2 separate regions of the Mus musculus genome follow, and region 1 is linked to region 2. A link is a contact called in public Hi-C data. All regions are on one chromosome and are shown on one strand. Each heading gives the region's core, a stretch centred on a gene start, on an enhancer-like site or on the middle of the called end of the contact. The rest is flanking DNA. Distances are from core to core; before and after follow the strand shown.

Evidence for each region. Hi-C and Micro-C count contacts between places; a contact is called where the count stands out from the background.
Region 1: a Hi-C map of the G1E-ER4 cell line shows a contact between it and region 2, with 6 times the contacts expected there. The contact joins two enhancer-like sites. A contact is called at or near these places in 4 of 39 promoter capture datasets (the HPC-7 cell line, cranial neural crest, liver and 1 more), 14 of 484 Hi-C or Micro-C datasets (the AML12 cell line, the BV-2 cell line, the G1E-ER4 cell line and 8 more) and 1 of 9 other capture datasets (embryonic stem cells).

The regions. Positions count from the first base shown.
Region 1 is chr14:66,783,509-66,786,208 of GRCm38.p6, reverse strand. No RefSeq gene overlaps it. Among named protein-coding and RNA genes, the nearest start is that of Gm5464, 84 kb to the left of the region's middle. Within about 2 kb of position 1,393, at least 18 of the 459 cell types and tissues checked have an H3K27ac peak or open chromatin away from gene starts, as enhancers often do. A contact at or near this core is called in the G1E-ER4 cell line, where this site is marked.
Region 2 is chr14:66,560,305-66,563,004 of GRCm38.p6, reverse strand. No RefSeq gene overlaps it. Among named protein-coding and RNA genes, the nearest start is that of Adra1a, 74 kb to the left of the region's middle. Within about 2 kb of position 1,419, at least 19 of the 459 cell types and tissues checked have an H3K27ac peak or open chromatin away from gene starts, as enhancers often do. A contact at or near this core is called in the G1E-ER4 cell line, where this site is marked.

The sequences.
Region 1 (2,700 bases), core at 144-2,643, 220 kb before region 2:
TTGGCACAAGAGGACAGTGGAGGGAAGCCCAAAGGAAAAAACTCTAGGTAAGAATTTACTATTATTAATTATTATTTTTAATTTTCCAAGTACAGATGTTTTGGAAAATTAAAAATGAATATATATACATACAGAATTCTTCAGGCATGAAATGCTGAGAGAGTGTATTGATAGCACTCTCAGCCTGCAGAACTGTCAAAGCAAATCCCTTAGCTGGGGAGAGAATGACATCAGATAGAAATATGAACGCAGAGTGAAGGAGATAGTTGGGAGGGCACCTCAAAATAAAAGACTAAGTGGTGCGTTCCAAAGGCTCACACTAGGCCAGATTCAGGGGTGCATGGGGTAGGCCAAGCAGAACTAACTGCGTTGCTTTAGATCAGTGGTTCCTGACCTTCCTAAAGCTGCGACCCTTTAATACAGCTCCTCATGTTGTAGGGACCCCTCCCCCCAACCATAAAAGTATCTTCACTGCTACTTCATAACTGTAATTTTGCTACTGTTATAAATCATAATGTAAATAGTTTCGGAGACAGAGGTTCGCCAAAAGGGTTGTGACCCACAGATTGAGAACTGCTGGTTCAGATGTTAGTTTCTTCCTTGATCAGGTAAGGTACGGCGTCACTGTGGGTGTGCATCACTGTGGGTGTGCATCACTGTGGGTGTGCCGGTCAGCCTGGGATCCACATGGTGGAATGAGAGGACCAGCTACAGAAACTTGTTCCTTGACCTCCACATACGCGGTGGCACACACCCCTTCCTACATACATAAATAAAAATGCAATGAAAATCCACAGGAAATTATTTTATCATATCTCTGGGGAGTCCGGTCCGAAACGGAGGCCCTGGCTGGGTGGGATTCTTTTGTGTCTCCCTAACTGTGCAAGGCGTGTCTCCCTATGTCTTCCTTCTGTCTATGCCTGTTTGCTTCATCGTCAAAGGACACTAGACATATTAAATTAGGGCCCATCTCAAAGATCTCATTTTAGCGTAAAGCAGTCACAGTCAGAGGGGCTGGGAGTTGGGTCTTCAAAAGACACTTAAGGGTGTCAGCTTAAAGCTATTTGGGCGGTCTGTGGCGTGCTCTGCATCCTGGCCAGCAGAGGGCGCTGATGCCTGCATTGAAGCTTCAGAGAATGAGTTAGAGGAGCATTTCTGTCTTGGAGAAAGCTTCTGGGAGCCCAGCTTGCTCTTGTCCTATGTACACCCAAGTTTCCTTGTGTACCCTACTTCGTTACAAATGGTAAGAAATAAATGGTCATAACCTACTCCCTCTCTCTCCGTGTGTGTGTGTGTGTGTGTGTGTGTGTGTGTGTGAGAGAGAGAGAGAGAGAGAGAGAGAGAGAGAGAGCGCAAACAAGAGCAGGCAATCGGATACACATTGCACACAGGCCAGAGGTTTATGCTGTGTATCCTCTTTAATGGCTCTCCACCTTATCGCTGGGAGCCTGTACTTCACAGATTAGGTTAGGCTGGCTAGCCAGAGACCGCTGGGGGTCCACCCCTGTCTCCTCCCCTCTAGCATAGGGCTTACAGGTCAGGGGTCAGTACTCACCCTTTGCACAGGTTTTGGGAATCCAGACCCAGGTTTTCATGTTTGTGTGGTAAGCACTCGACCGACTGAGTCATCACCTTGCTTTCTATATGTGGGAGCTTCCAGTGTGGTGAAGTGTGTCTGCTGTCTTTGAACCCTTCAATGGCCTTTTCTGTTTCCAGAAAACATTTCTCCCTAGATACCATCTCTCTCAGGATTCTGTTTACTCTCTCTTCCAGCAATTCACACTCTGTCTCCGCCCACCTGGCAATTACCAACAAGTTACATAAATTGGTCTCCTTACCTATCATTGCATGTGGGAGGTAGTTTGCCCTGGGTACATGCCGTCCTCTGTAAAGGACAGAGGCTTATGAAATGCTGTCACAGCAGAACTTTAGAAGTACTGGAAGACAGATAAGAAAGCCCCCGTGAGCATGTCCCACCAAAGCAGCTGCTTTCATTTTGCAGACGGCTTCTCATTTCTTAGTTGTACGGTTATAAGTTTTACTTCTGTATCTGTGAGGATGCATGCAAGAAAGCACAGACGATGTGTGTGGACGACGATTTCATGTAAAGAACAGGCTGCACATGAAACTGTAAAAGTAAAAGACCATGGATGTGAGAGACTGGAAGCTTGAAGGAGGCTCTCTGTGCAGCAGAGACTGACATCATCCGAACCACTCGTGAGACAGCATGAAATGTAGCGTTGTGTAACGTAACGTAGCGTAGCGTAGCGTAGCGCTGGAAGTTTGGGAAGAGTCTAGAAGCTGAAGTAAATGTGGCCACTATGGTGAAGTGTCATTGCTACACAGGGCTGGCAGGAAGGAGGGGCAGAATCCTTCTCCATCCAGCTGATCTCCCTCTACTGCCTCCTACTGGCAGAAGCTAGCAACAAGTCCACTGACAGGAGAAATAGCATTTGCAGGAGTCGAGTTCTTACATTGTAGAGCCCAGGATAGAGGGGAGGTTTTGGAGATGACAGATACGAGTTTAACAGCATAAGTTACCATTTAATCAGCATCCACATTCACGTGTGAGCATCCGAATATCACCAGTAGTAACTGTTATGTTTTGGCCTCATCAGATGACATACCATCTTCATATAAGTAAGACCCAGACTCTCCCCATAAAAGACCAAGAAGCTGAAGTAGCTCCCCGTGGACAAA
Region 2 (2,700 bases), core at 170-2,669:
CTGCTGATAGACGGACACAAGCCTGGCTTCCCATCTGGATTTCATGATAAGTGATCATTTCCACACAGTGAAGGGTACTTACTCTGGGTCTGAAAACTGACTGATAATTTTATATAGCATGGCCAAATATGTGATAATGATTATGCATGTGAATGTTGAGCATGTGGCACAGAAATATGTTTTAGCCAATGATGGACCATGTGTACATTTCTCAGCAATACTGCAGCCATTTCAGTGTGTCACTACATTCTGTTATGTTTGCACAATGGTGAGAGTTCTCATATCCTTATTATTAAACAATATGTGTCTCTACCTCTCTGCCTGTGCCTCTGTCTCTCTGTTTCTGTCTCTGCCTGCCTGCCTGCCTGCCTGCCTGCCTGCCTGCCTGCCTGTCTGTCTGTCTGTCTCTCTCTCTCTCTCTCTCTCTCTCTCTCTGTGTGTGTGTGTGTGTGTGTGTGTGTGTGTGTGTGTGCAGGCACGTGTATATTGTTTGACTTAAATGAACTGTATTTTCCAGTAATCTTTACATCTCTCTTTTCTGGTCTATGTAGAGATGAAGAATTTGTTTATATTTTTTTTCTCAAACTAACAAACAAGAAGCACACCAAACTTCCCATAAACCCAAAGGACATAATTCTTTGCTTTCTGCAGTGTGCTTGCAGTCAGTTGAATTAGGAAAAAGTTGACATTGTGGGGGAACAGACAGCCTAGGTATGGTGAGTGAGCCAAGTGCTTCTGGAAGGACACTGAATGCCAGCTCTCTTAATCCTGACATTTATCCAAGTGTGGGTATTAGGTCGGGTGCCATCTACATTTCTCTTGTCTCTAACATCCACTAATTCCAGTTGCCCCAGGGCCACCTACAGTATACAGAGCATCACCCATATACACATCCTTGTTTGTTACCATATTCAGTTTTGTGCTATGGCTGTAAGCTTGTGGTTTGGATTCTATATGATGGGATGCTTAGATTGGAAGATGAATCTGGATAATGATGAGATTTCCTTGACAAGTAAGACTATGATAATTACTTATTGGCACAGCTTGTCACCTAGTGAGATGACAGTGGCCTGATGCAGAAGGCTTATGAGAACTTGCTAACCGCAGGCTCTTGTGACTTAGAATCACCTCCTGCTGAGTCACGTTCTTCTAATGGCAGTGAATCAGCTCTCATTTGAATTCCTCTGCACTCTTTCCCACCTAATATCCTTGCTTTCTGCAATATAACTTCCTTTCTGCAACTTAAAGGTTGGAGATTTTTAACTGGAGAATTGCTGAATGACTCGGCAATTACATCTTGAAGGATGTGCCAAGAGTCATTGGAAACATAATTTCCCCCAGACTTACAGGACAGGACCCAGTGACACAGAGTGTCCTTTACAATGACGATAGAGCTTATGCTAGCTAGATCTTTAAATAGGCACCCGATCTTCAAAACCTTGACTCAAACCCCAGGAGTCTGAACATCATTATATTAAGCTTGCCTTGAAATCCAGTTTCACTTCAGTTGATTTATTGCTCAATTAAGAATATTGAAAAATGGCCACTTTTCCTTCCCTATTTTATAGGGATTGTGCTAGTGATGGCTTTAGACAGTTAATACACACTAAATATTATTGCACTTCTGCATTTTAGAATCATAGGCCATCTATCCTCTTCAGGGGATAGATATTAGAGTTGTCAGAAAAGAAAGCCAATGTTCCCTTCCAAGGCAAATAATTTTAGAGATAATAAAGCCTTAGAAATGTTACAAGGCATTGTGCTGATAAGGAAACGACAGTTGACTGTATCCGTATTCAGGTCACAGATATTTTCAGTTATTTTTCTTGGTGTATCTTAGATTGAAAATCAGACAATCTGTGAGCAGTGATAATTTTTCTCCCCCATCGTTACTTTAGTCGGTCCATACTGAATTGACATTTCCAGATGATGATGAATGTTACTGTGAGCCATGTTTGATTCTTGATTTTCACTAGTCAGGAGATTGGCAAATGTTACGGTTTGGAAACTTCCCTCTCACATGCATAAAAATGTAATCCCAGGTCCAGTAGGCTTGATAAGTACCAGTGAGAAGGAGGTGTTCCACAAGAACAGAGACCTTAGGAGTGGGCTGGTGTTGTATCATGGGAGTGGGCTTGTTATAAAAGCAGTTCCTTCTTGTGTGCCCCTCCTCCTTCCATCCACCATGACACAGCAAGAAGGTGCTTGGCAAACACCATGATCGCTTTTAGACGCCTCAACCTCCAGAGTCAGGAGCCAAACAGATTCTAGTGTATAAATTCCCCAGGCTTGAGTAGTCCTTTACAGCACTGCAAGATAGAGGATGACAGCCGTCAATGTAAACTATACTTCATTGTGTTAAAAAAATAAATTTTATGAAGAGGAACTTAGAAGCGAGACTAGATATTGGATAAGTTCGGTGAGATTTTCTACAGCAATAGAGACTATGGTTGGTATGGCTTGTCCTCCAAAGGTTCATGCTCAGAGAACTTGGTCCCTAGTGTTGAGACAGTGAGCTTGTTAAGAAGTGGGATCTGGTGGAAGGAAACTGGGTCGTGAGGGGGAGGGGGCTTACTTTACTGGTGAGGTTGACGCTAGCATGTAAGATCTAGAAGTGGATTAGGACCCAGGAGAATGAGTTGTTTTGAAAGAAGCCTGGTTCCCTTCTCACTCTTCGCCTGGCTTTGCAGATGTTTCTCT